Linked DNA regions of Mus musculus: region 1 is linked to region 2. The links are chromatin contacts, called in public Hi-C maps. All regions are on one chromosome and are shown on one strand. The core of a region is the stretch at or near the end of the contact, and the rest is flanking DNA. Distances in the headings are between cores, read along the strand shown.

Region 1 (6,136 bases), core at 443-2,942, 140 kb before region 2:
CACTGAACCAAGGATTCCGTTTTACCTGAGACTAGTTTCCTGAAAGATGAAGAGAACTGCTCAGGCTACTGGTGATGGCAATGTGGAACTGTCTCTCTGTGCCTGCTGCCTCTGGTGGGAAGAAACACCTTGAGGGCTGTCAGCTGTGACTTCATCATGAAGAGCAGCCCTGGCAGACACAACCTTCCTACTTATGTCAGAAAAGCCTTTCTGTCTGCTGCTGGCTCACAACTACCTGCTGCACAACTTCATTTGCCTCTGACAACTGTCGGTCCACAGGGCAAAGCCCATTCCTTCCCTCCTTGCATGATCTTTCCACATTCTTGCCCTCACTCTCCCAAGGCCTTCCCCCCTACTCCCTGCCCCCCAGCAACCACCAGAGCTCCCTTCTTCCTGCCTCAGCAGAAAGACTTCATGATGGTTGTTTATATATGCAGGTGGACAGGTTGCCCTTCACCACAATGGACTCTGTCACAAGGATTTAACTGGACATTAACTTTCAAGGCTTACTGAGCAGCTATAAACAGAGGGGTACCAGTTAAGAGCAGGCAATACAGAGCCCGATCAAAGCCTGACTAGGTCTGGCCCTGCTAGCTGCCAGAGCGTGACTTGGGATAAACTTCTTCACTTTACCAGGCTTCAGTTTCTGTTCTGTAAAGGAAAGCCCATGTGTGTGTGTGTGTGTGTGTGTGTGTGTGTGTGTGTGTGGCTGTGTTGCCATAGCGACCGGAGGAAACAATGCATATTGTCACTCAGCATCACCTATGACAAGTATCTGCAATCCTTTATCTGCTGATCAACATGTAGAAGGTCTTGCTCATTAAAGGCCTTTGTATGCCGACTGCAAGTACAGAGAATGGTTCGTTTTGGTTTTGTCTTGCTTTTTGTTATTGTTGTTTTTGTCTGTTGGAGCAGAGTCTTGCTACATAGCCCAGGCTGCCCTGTTCTTCAGCCTCCCAAGTTCTGGGGTTATAGATGTGAGGCATTGTGCTCAGGACATTTTCTCATTATGAAAAATTTCAGATGTACAATAGAAAGAACTGCGTGGATGACACTCTTACACCTCGCATGATGGTCTTATTGCTTACATCTTATCATATACATCTATTTTTCTGGACTATTTCAATGTAGAGATATGTAGAGGTCAATTAAAATACATGACTACACATCTCTCAAAAATGAAGACATTCTCCTCACTCTTTCCTTTATTATGCTTTAAAAAAAGCTGACAATAGCTACCTCATCTCACCTGTTCTCAGGCCATGTAACATGTTCCTGCAATATCCAGCAATGTCTTCTAGAAGACTTTTTGTGTTTTCCAAACAAAAGTCAGTCAAAACCAGACATGGTATCTGTAATGCGATCACTTGGAAACTGAAACAGGAGGATCTCAAGTTTGAAGCCAGCCTCAGTTACCAAGTGAGCTAAAGCTGGTGTTGGCTCTCTCTCTCTCTCTCTCTCTCTCTCTCTCTCACACACACACACACACACACACACACACACACATTCACACATCCAGTCAACACCCTTACCCTGGATTTAGTTAGGATATATTTCTCCTCTGTTATTATAGAGCACAGTGCTGAAGATGCTCTGAGACCCACGTTATTACTGATTTAGCTGAATGAGCTGCTGGCAGCAGCCTCCTCCACCAAGGCCCTGCTGTCAAAGCAGGCCCTGAGATACAGGTGCACAAGGCGGGTTATGGAACTTGCTGGTTATTCATTAGCTCTACTACCCAGTGCTTCACGCTCTCTAGTTTTTGTTGTTGTTGTTCTGTATTCTCTGCTCTTGAACCTAACACGAAGGTGGTCAGTAAAAGAGGATAGAGGGGGGGCGGGCAGCTGTGGCAGCACACACTTGTAATCTCAGGAACTGGGAGCTACAGACAGGAAGGTCAGGAGTTCAAGGTCAGCCTGTGCTATATAGAAAGGTTGTCCTTAGCCCAGGTTACATAAGACCCTGCATCAAAAAAAATTTTTTTTTTTAAATTTAAATGTGGATGGAAAAGGATAGGCAGAAAGGGAAGAAGTCTCAGAGAGGGACCCCCTCCTTTGATCTGAGGAGTGTGGTTTCCTGCTGTGGAGTGCATTTCACTGAAGGAGACTGTGTTAGTCACCTTTCCCCTTGTTGTGACCAAACACCAACAAGAGCCGCTTGAGGAGAGAAGTGTTTGTTTTGGTTCATGCCTTGAACCGGCAGTCCACCACCGTGAGGAAGGCAGCTGGTCACGTTGCATCTGCAGTCAGGAGACCGATGGGTGCTTGTTTATCCGGCCGCCAGGTGCATCACCCACCTCAGATAAGCTAATCTAGAACTCTCTGCACAGCTGTGCCCGGAGGACTTGGCTCAAAGATGACTCTGGTGGTTTAAATAAGATGTGTCACCCCTATCTGCCCCCCAACTTCCCCACCCCCAACACACACACACACACACACACACACACACGCCATAGGCTCTAGTATTTGAATACTTGGTCCCCAGTTGGTAGAGCTGTTTGAAGACGTTCAGGAAGTATGGTCTCACTTCGGGGAAGTAAGCCATTAGGGGTGGGCTTTGAGGGTTTAAAACCTTACTTATGTCCACTCGGCTCTCCGACTCCTGTTTTTGAATGATGATGTAAGCTCTCCGTTCCTGCTCCACATGCCTACTGCTTGCTGCCATGGCTTTCCACCGTGACGTGACGGACTCTTGCCCTCTGGAACCGAAAGCCAAAATCAACTCTCTCTTGCGTAAGTTGTCTTTGGTCCTGAGGTTTCATCACAGCAACAGCAGATGTAACTAAGATTGCTGGGCATGGTGGCACATGGCTTTAATCCCAGGGCGCCAAAGGCAGAGGCAGGCAGATGTCTCTGAGTCTGACAAATTGGTGTACATAGCCAATTTCAGGGCAGTCGGGGCTACACAGAGAAACCCTGTCTCTAAATAAATAAATAAATAGATAGATAAATAAATAAATAAATAAATAAGTAGGTGACTCTAGGTCTTGCCAAGCTGACAGTTTACATAAACCACAGAGTCTGTCTTCCTTCCTGGGCTCCCCCAGACGTCTCTGAGACAAGATGGACATCTGGCATTGTCTAAATAGGAGTCTGCACTGGATTGTCTTTGCCTCTAGTCTCCCTAACAGGTGACTCCCACGTGATTCCGCACACAGCAATGACATTTCTGAGCACAAAATGAATCAAGAGGAATAAACGTGCTGTTGAAAGGGTGGGCTGTCAAGAATAGGCATGCTCCTCGGAGGGGAGAGGACTCTCAGCAGCAGACCTCAGAGCCCCAGACTCTGCCCTCCAGACACAACCAACATTGGTTCAAACGTCAGGTCTGGGTCAGAGGGTGAGCTAAATATTTTGAGAAGCTAGCTGGATGTTGTGCTATCCCCGCACTGTTAAGCTGATGCAGGAGGATCATGGGTTTGAAGTCAGTCTGGACTTAAAAAAACAAAACAAAAAAAAACACCTTTCTCTAAAGAACAAAGTTGAAGTCCTGGGGGGAATCCATGTGCAAGGCCTTGGGTTATCTGCACAGAAGCCTGACTGATTCTCATTCCTGGCTGACCGTGGCACCATGTCTCCCTCTTACCTTGCCCAGCTGTTGGCTTCTAGTCAAAATACACACAGCCATTTAATCATTAATCTGAGCAAAACATTGCTAGGGAGTTTCACTGTGGAGTCTGTATGCATGTACACACCACAGTTAATTGCTTGGCTATCTGGCTTTCTTGTTCTTCTCTGTATTTTTCTGGGCCTTGTCCCTCTCCATTTGTGGAGATGGCCATAAGTGATCTCATCAGGGAATTAATTGCTAAGAACTTTTTTGTTCTCTTCTTTGAAGGTGTGTGTGGGCACGTGTTTGGCTGTCGTGGACAGCTTATGTTCACAAGAAGTGAGTGACCTTGTCCATGGAATAGAGCGTGTATCTGTGACCAGGAAAAAGACCAGTGTTTGTATTTGGTGATGGTTTTATGCCTTGCTGTCAGTAGAGACATTTACAAGCTTGCTGACAGCCTAGGACTCCAAAAGTCATCATGGTGACTTAGCACATATAAATGCATCCTATTTTTATATTAATACCAGGGAGTGGAAGCTGAAAGATCAAACACAGAGGAGAATGGATTTGAGAGACACTGTTCAGAGCCACTGGAAGGCCTACAAAACTAGACTCAGTATGCTGTCATGTCCCCAGGATTTTCATTCCCCATTATGTGTGTGTGTGTGGGGGGGGGTGGTGGTGGCTAACTTTGAACTCCTAATCGTTCTGCCTCAGACTCCTGGGTACTGGGATTATAGACATGCACCATCATGCTTGAATTTTTCCCTCCTTCATTCGGCTTTCTTCCCTTTCTTTCTTCCTTCCTGTTTTAATATGCTTGTTAGTTCTTAAACTAATTCAGTGTTAAGGATAAAGAAATTAATAACACGTATCCTCAGCCCTCCTTGAACTCAGCAAAATCTAGAAATAAAGAAGAGAGAGAGAGAGAGAAAGAGAGAACATTAGTACATTGAGGATTTTCCAGTCTTGCTTGGGAGGGACGTGGGAAGCTTCCTGAAAGACATAACTGAGTGACTGACTAGAAGTGAAACTGAACCCAAGCCTTTTCCTTCTCAACAGACCAAGACATTCAACGTGGTTTAAGAATAGCATATGGAGGGGATAAAGTGGAGGGCTTTAGGGACATGAGCCTTCCATATTATTAGTCAGGGTTCTCTAGAGTAACAGAACTTATAGAATGAACACACACACACACACACACACACACACAGAATTTATTAGAGTTACTTATAGGGTGTGGTCCAGCTAATCCAACAATGGCTGCCTATGCATGGAAAGTCCAAGAATCCAGCAGCTGTTCAGTCCACAAGGCTGGATGTCTCAGCTGGTCTTTGGTATACGTCTGAATCCTAAAGAAGTGGTTAATGCCAGTGAAGGAATTGATTTGCTAGGGAGGATGAGAAGAAGCAAACAGAGGACGAGAGCTTCCTTCATCTATGTCCTGTATATAGGCTGCCAGCAGAAGGTGTGGTTCCAGGTAAAGATGGACCGTTGCACCTCAAAAGACATGGACGAAAGGTTTATCTCCTCACCTCAAAGATCCAGATTAGAAATGTGTTTCCCTACTTTGGATGATTTAATAAAGAAAAAAAAATCCCTTAGCTGTGTTGGTAGCACACATCTTTAGCCTCAGCACTTGGGGAAACAGAGGCAGGTGAATCTCTGAGTTCTAAGTGAGGTCTCCTTGGTCTACAGATCATGTTCCAGGACAGCCAGGGCTGTACGGAGAAACCCTGTCTCAAAAACCAAAAACAAAACCAAAAACAAAACAAAAACTTCCTGAAAGGTGTGTCCAGTTATTTGGGTTTTAGTTAATTCCAGATGTAGTCAAGTTGACAAAGCAGGGAGTCATCTCAGAGCACAGCAGGTTTTTATGTTACTAGGGACAGTCAGGACAGTCAGGAATAATAGTAATATGGTTTGAATCTAAAATACCTGCTCTTTCTCCCATCATGCTTTGATGATTTAGTCCCCATCTGGCAGTTCTTGGGGGACTTGCTGGAAGAAGCTGTCATCCAGGAGATGGCCTTTGGAAATTACACCTTGGTCCTTGGCTCTGCCCTGTTCTCCTCCCTGGTCCAATGCAATGTCGGGGAACTTGAACCACACACTCCCACCGTCACAGACCAAGCTGTACGTCTTGCCCATCCCTGCCATGGAGGACAGAAGCCTCTGAGATCATGAGTCACATGACTAACACAGATGCACCATTCCATTCTGGGAAAGGACAGGTGACTCACTCCTAGATGTCTGGGCTTGTTTCAAGGCACAGGTTGAAACAGCTAGGTTGACAGGAGCTGAAAAAAGAGGCTGGGAGAGGGGCAGGGGCAGGGGCAGGGGCAGGGGCAGGGGCTGTGGCTGTGGCTGTGGCTGTGGCTGTGGCTGTGGCTGGGGCTGGGGCTGGGGCTGGGGCTGGAGCTGGAGCTGGGGGGGCTTGGGCTGGGGGCTAAGAGGCCACATGCTTGTGTATCCTGCACAAAGCCCTGAGTTCCATCCCTGGCACTGCATTAATGAGGTATGGGAGCATATGTCTGTAATCCCAGCATTTAGGAGATGGAAGCATGGGGATCAGTAGTTTGAG
Region 2 (6,186 bases), core at 3,686-6,185:
GCTCCTCACACCTCCCCCCCTGCTTTCCAGGAGGATCAGCCCATCTACTTGGCAGTGAAGGGAGTGGTGTTCGATGTCACCTCTGGGAAGGGTAAGTGGCTCATCACTTCTGGGGAACTCGGGCAGAGCAGGTGCTTGGAGGGATGAGGCAGGGGTTCTGTCAGGCAAGGCCTTTCCTTCCCTCTGCAAGGCCGGTTGGAGCTGAGCCTTGTCAGGGTTTCACCAAAACAGGTCCATGGACTTAGTGCTCCATTGATGCCTCATTTCTACTTGAAGGGCAGTGTGTTCAAACCCCATGAGCACTCTGTTAGAAGCCAGAAGAGTGTCCCTTGGCTAAGAGTTGCTGTTGTAGAAGTGGCAGAACCTTTCAGTACCATGCAGTAGCTTCCCTGACTGTATCTACTCTACTACCAGGAGGTGGGTTTTCACTACTCCTCTAAGTCCACATGGTAGAAGACTTGAGTTCCTGAGATGTTTAAGACCGGAGGCTCTTCTTGTCTATGCTTGTGTATACATACACACACACACACACACACACACACACACACACACACACACACACAGAGACCACACAAAAGCACACACCTTATATACAGGTAGACAGACAGACACACACAGACAAACACACCACATAGGCACACTTTCAAACAAACTATACACACACACACAAACACAGAGACAAACTCATCACACAGACATACACACATTCTAAAGACAGACACACAGGCACACATATAAACACACTCTTTCTCTCCATATATATATATGTATATATATATATGTATATATACACACATATACATATATATACATATATATAATATATATACACACAGAGAGAGACACACTACAGACATACACCCTACAGACAGACAGACAGATAAATAGACAAACACACACACACACACACACACACACACACACACACAGTATTTAACCCAGGGCTTTATGTACCAATGAGCCACATCCCTAGCCTCTCTCCCCCTTTAAGAATACTTATTTTGAGGCAGGCATAGGCTGGTCTTGAATTTGCAGTTCTACACCAGCTTCCTTTCTAGCTCTGACTACAGGCCTGCATCATTAAGCATAACTTACATTTTAATTTTTTTAAAAAAAGGTTTGTTTATTTATTTACTTTATATCTATGAATACACTGTAGCTGTCTTCAGACACACCAGAAGAGGGAATCGGATCCCATTACAGATGGTTGTGAGCCACCATGTGGTTGCTGAGAATTGAATTCAGGACCTTTGGAAAAGCAGTCAGTGCTCTTAACCACTGAGCCATCTCTCCAGCCCCCTACATTTTAGTTTTTAAAGAGACTTCATTGAGTGTTTTCTGCAGTCTCTCAGCTGACAGGTGTGTTCTGGGTAGGTGCAACACCATAAGTTTGCCTGGGCCTCCCATCTGCCCTGTGAAGTTCATCTTCAGAACTATAGCCTTTCCAAGAACTGGGGAGTCTGGAGAACCCCCCAACCCCTGGCTTCCATCCATGCATACCCACACTCTTCCTTCCGCCCTGCTGCAGAGTTTTATGGACGAGGAGCCCCCTACAATGCCTTGGCCGGGAAGGACTCCAGCAGAGGTGTGGCCAAGATGTCACTGGATCCAGCAGACCTCACTCACGACACTGTAAGCCGGATAAGCCTTTGTCAAAACGTTCCGTTCCCATTCTGTGGGGTTTATTCTTGGTTCTCAAGACAGAGTGTCACTATGTAGCCCTGTCTAGGCTGGAAATTTCTAGGTAGACCAGGATGGCCTCAAACTCACAGGACTGCCAAGGGCTGAGATTAAAGGTGTGTACCACTGAGCCCAGTTGTTTTTAGTTTTGTTTGTTTTGTTTAAGTCTCTGGATTAATCAGACTTCTTTTATTACTCTGGATTTGAATGTAGACATCCCCAACCCCCGACACACACACACACACACACACACACACACACACTAGGCAAATGCCTTACCACTGAACAAGCTCCTTGGCCCACAAAACTTCTTAATAAGCCTATTAATTAGCGTATGTGGCTTGGTAGCCAACTGCTCTCTGGGTCACCCTATTTAGGAGCCTCTGTTGGCTTTTCACTGCCTACAGACTTAAGTCCAAACTCTGTGGACTCGTCAGCTGGGCATCTGTGTGCGCTGCACACATCTCTGAGTCCTGCTCTTGGTAGTTGCCGAAGCTTAGTGGATGGACTTGGAGAATCAAGGCCCCTCCCTGTGCTCATGCTTCTGTGCAGAAGACCACAGCATGTTAAAAGTGGGCCTGGTTATAGCACGCCTGTAGTCCCAGCACTCGGGAGGCAGAGGCAGGCGGATCTCTGAGTTCTGAGGCCAGCCTGGTCTCCAGAGTGAGTTCCAGGACAGCCAGGGCTACACAGAGAAACCCTGTGTACTGGCTAGTTTTGTGTCAACTTGACACAGCTGGAGTTATCACAGAGAAAGGAGCTTCAGTTGAGGAAATGCCTCCATGAGATCCAACTGTAAGGCATTTTCTCAATTAGTGATCAAGGGGGAAAGGCCCCTTGTGGGTGGGACCATCTCTGGGCTGATAGTCTTGGGTTCTATAAGAGAGCAGGCTGAGCAAGCCAGGGGAAGCCAGCCAGTAAGGAACATCCCTCCATGGCCTCTGCATCAGCTCCTGCTTCCTGACCTGCTTGAGTTCCAGTCCTGACTTCCTTGGTGATGAACAGCAATGTGGAAAGTGTAAGCTGAATAAACCCTTTCCTCCCCAACTGCTTCTTGGTCATGATGTTTGTGCAGGAATAGAAACCCTGACTAAGACACCCTGTCTCAAACAAACAAACAAAAATTTATATAGTAATATCCACAACATAGTATAGTAATTTTTATATAGTAAATGCTACAATTGCCTGGCATTCACCTGAATTGTGCTTATCAAATCAATATAAAAAATTGTGAGAAGTCAAATTCTCTTTTTTTAGATTTATTTATTTATTATGTATACAGTGTTCTATCTGCATGTGTGCCTGCAATTCAGAAGAGGGCACCGGATCTCATTACAGATGGTTGTGAGTCACCATGTGGGTGCTGGGAATTGAACTCATACCTCTGAAAGAACAGCCAGTGCTCTTAACCTCTGAGCCATCTCTGCAGCCCAGTGAGTCAACTTCTTAAGCCACAGCATTATAGAAAGAAATTAGTGGGAAGGGTTTAGTCTGCCTTCCATACCGTAACAAAATATCTAACACAAATAACCTTTTTAAAAATGAATTTTTATTTCGTTGTATGTGTGTCTATGTGCACCACTGGCATGCACGTACCTGTAGAGGCCAGAAGAGGGCACCAGATCCCCTGAAACTGGAGTCAAAGGCAGTTTGGAGCTAGCTGCCTGATGGGCGTGCTGGGAAGAAAACCTGGGTCCTCTCCAAGAGCAGAAAGTGCTCGTAACCACCAAGCTGTCTCTCTAGACGTCTAAGTAACATCTAAAGAGAAAGGGTTTACTCTGGAAGCTTCAATCCAGGACTGACTGATCTCAGAGCTCGAGCATGTGGCAGAGAAAGCCCATGCTCCTTATGACCAGGAAGCAAAGGAGAGAGTGAAGTGTCTTGTGTCCCACAGTTCCTCTGGAGGGCACACTCTCAATGTAAGGATCTCATACTAGGCCACGCCCCTTAAAAGCACCATCACCTCCCAGTAACTTCACCCTGGAGACCAAACCATTGACACATGGACCTTTCACCAAGGGGCATCCTCAGTCCAGGTTACAGCAGATGCTGTACTTAAATGTTTAATAACGACAGAGAGGTGGGCAGGCTGCAGTGCTGCCCACCCAGGACTGGGTGTTCTGTGGAAGATACTTCCTGTGTCAGCTGACCAGCAAAACTGATGAGGCCATTGCTCCCCTGCTCACACACCCTGCTCACACACCCAGCACTCTCTCTGTACAGACACTTTGTACCCACACTCTGCTCTCACAGAACACACGCAGACTCTGTTCACACACCCTGCACACACAGAGACTCTGCTCACCGCCCCCCACAAACACTCTGCTCACACCCCCCACACATGCATCCTGCACTAACATCCTGTAAACACTCCTCACTTACCCTCTGTGTACATACCCTGCATACCTAGAGCTGTTTCTTTAAAAGTTTGAAAGTTCATTCTTTGATTTAAGATGGAGGGTTTTTCCCCCATATTTTTCTGGCGAGAATGGACGCCATGAACACAAAGGCAGTTTCCCAGGGTGAGTCTCCACGTGTGCTGACCGCTGCCATTTCCCCAAATGCAAGAAACTTGGTCCCAGAATCTGTGATGGCGGGCTGTGCACCTGCTCTCTCCTAAAAAAGGCTTTGCTTTGTTTTCTTTCGTTTTCTTTTAGCATGGTTTTTTCTTTTGCACTTGGAGTTTGGGGCTGATAAGGCAGGGCCAGAGAGAGGACAGTGCCAGTCACAACTTGTCAAATTCAGCTTGCTCATCTCTCTCTCCCATCTCTTCTCCCCAAGACTGGTCTCACGGCCAAGGAGCTGGAGGCCCTCGATGACGTCTTCAGCAAGGTGTACAAAGCCAAGTACCCCATTGTTGGCTACACAGCCCGAAGGATCCTCAACGAGGATGGCAGCCCCAACCTGGACTTCAAGCCTGAAGACCAGCCCCATTTTGACATAAAGGACGAATTCTGATGTCTAGCTGAGAAGCAGCCGGTTCTAGGGAGAAGTGAGGGGACAGGAGTTAAGTGTCCCTCGGAACAAGCGGAGGAAGCCTCCGAGTGCCCTGCAGCTGAATAAAGCGAATGTTTAACTGGGAGACTCTGTGTATGGTTCTTGGTCAGGGGCCGTGCCTGCCTGGTGTCCCTGCCCGCCAGCAGGTGTGTGTGTGGGTGCTCAGCTGTGACTAAAGGCCAACGTCACAGTGCGCTGTGAAGAACCCCCGATTCTACATTCGCTTGTGTTCCCCACACTCCCTACCACAACCACATCTCCTTTGTAGTAAGGATACATTAAGCAAACAACCCCATTGCTGCAGAAGCATTCTCCTGTCTCTGCACTTCCTATGCACGGCCTGCAGGGGTGAGGTTCCTGTCTTGGTCCTGATGTCCATGTCTGCTTGTGATGAGGCCAGGAGGTAAGGACCATGTAAGCGGTGGCAGGAACTGGCTGCAGCCAGACTGGCAGGGAGCCTGGTCGGGGGTCACAGAGGACTTGGATGTACTTCTCGGCATACACATGGCGGCTCACAGGTTCTCTAGTCCCAGAGAATCTGATGCCCTCTCCTGGCCTCTGTGGGCACCAGTTATCCAGTTATATACTTGGTACACAAAGTTACATGTAGACAAAACACTCACATAGAGAGAGAGAGAGAGAGAGAGAGAGAGAGATAGATAGATAGATAGATAGAATAGCAAGAGGCCGTGTGTGTGTGTGTGTGTGTGTGTGTGTGTGTGTGTGTGTGTCTCATTTGGTAGAGTGCTTACCTAGCATGCATGAGATTGGGATCCAGCCACAGCACCACATAACTGGTATGGTAGCATACACCTGTGATCCTAGGGCTCAGAATGTAGAGGCAGGAGGGTCAGAAGTCCCAGATTGTCCTCAGCTATGTATTGAGTTCATGGCCAGCCTGTATGACTCCCTGCTCTGTGTGTGTGTGTGTGTGTGTGTGTGTGTGTGTGTGTGTATACAAAAAATAGAATTTTTACTTTAAATAGAGACTGGAGCCCTGCCCCAGGACTTGGCACCCCTAGAGGATAGCCTGGGAACTGCATAGTTAGCCTCGTACCTCAGGAAGACTCAGCTGGACCAGAGGCCCTGAGAAAGTCATCCCTGGCCATCCCCACACCTCAGAGAGAGCAGGCTGCCATACTTGATGGTACATTCCAGGGCTTGGTGGCCACTCAGGCGTAATGACGCTATCGTAGAAGAAATGGAGGCGTGACCCGGCAGCTGCAAGGCACACCGTGCTCCTGAAGTCAGAACACTGAATTCTGAAGTAGTGTGAGTTGCCAGTGGCTGGCCTGTGAACACGTCTGCACTTGCCATGGCGCCTTCCCTGTGGCCCTGGCTGTATGAGTGCTTGCTTGCTCCAATCGGAGGTAATGTGATAAGCATCACAACTGATAGGCTTTCTCTGTATGAGAGGCTGCTCCCATGTAATAACACAGACACGGCTCTGAAGCCATCTCCAGAGTGATTTATCTCTGCACTCTTTACCAACCTGTGGGGACTACTGTC

What was found. Hi-C and Micro-C count contacts between places; a contact is called where the count stands out from the background.
Region 1: a Hi-C map of CD8 T cells shows a contact between it and region 2, with 2.8 times the contacts expected there. The contact joins two enhancer-like sites. A contact is called at or near these places in 2 of 484 Hi-C or Micro-C datasets (CD8 T cells and the G1E-ER4 cell line) and 3 of 9 other capture datasets (adipose tissue, liver and pancreatic islet).

What each region holds. Positions count from the first base shown.
Region 1 is chr1:191,442,162-191,448,297 of GRCm38.p6, reverse strand. Gm32200 (predicted gene, 32200) reads left to right here. Exons shown (of 6, transcript NR_151615.1): 3 at 2,712-2,732; 4 at 5,525-5,786. Among named protein-coding and RNA genes, the nearest start is that of Gm31987, 12 kb to the right of the region's middle. Within about 2 kb of position 1,692, at least 102 of the 459 cell types and tissues checked have an H3K27ac peak or open chromatin away from gene starts, as enhancers often do. A contact at or near this core is called in CD8 T cells, where this site is marked.
Region 2 is chr1:191,305,365-191,311,550 of GRCm38.p6, reverse strand. Nenf (neuron derived neurotrophic factor) reads left to right here. Exons shown (of 4, transcript NM_025424.3): 2 at 31-91; 3 at 1,529-1,632; 4 at 4,462-4,764. The coding sequence ends at 4,638. Among named protein-coding and RNA genes, the nearest start is that of Nenf, 9.7 kb to the left of the region's middle. Within about 2 kb of position 4,935, at least 19 of the 459 cell types and tissues checked have an H3K27ac peak or open chromatin away from gene starts, as enhancers often do. A contact at or near this core is called in CD8 T cells, where this site is marked.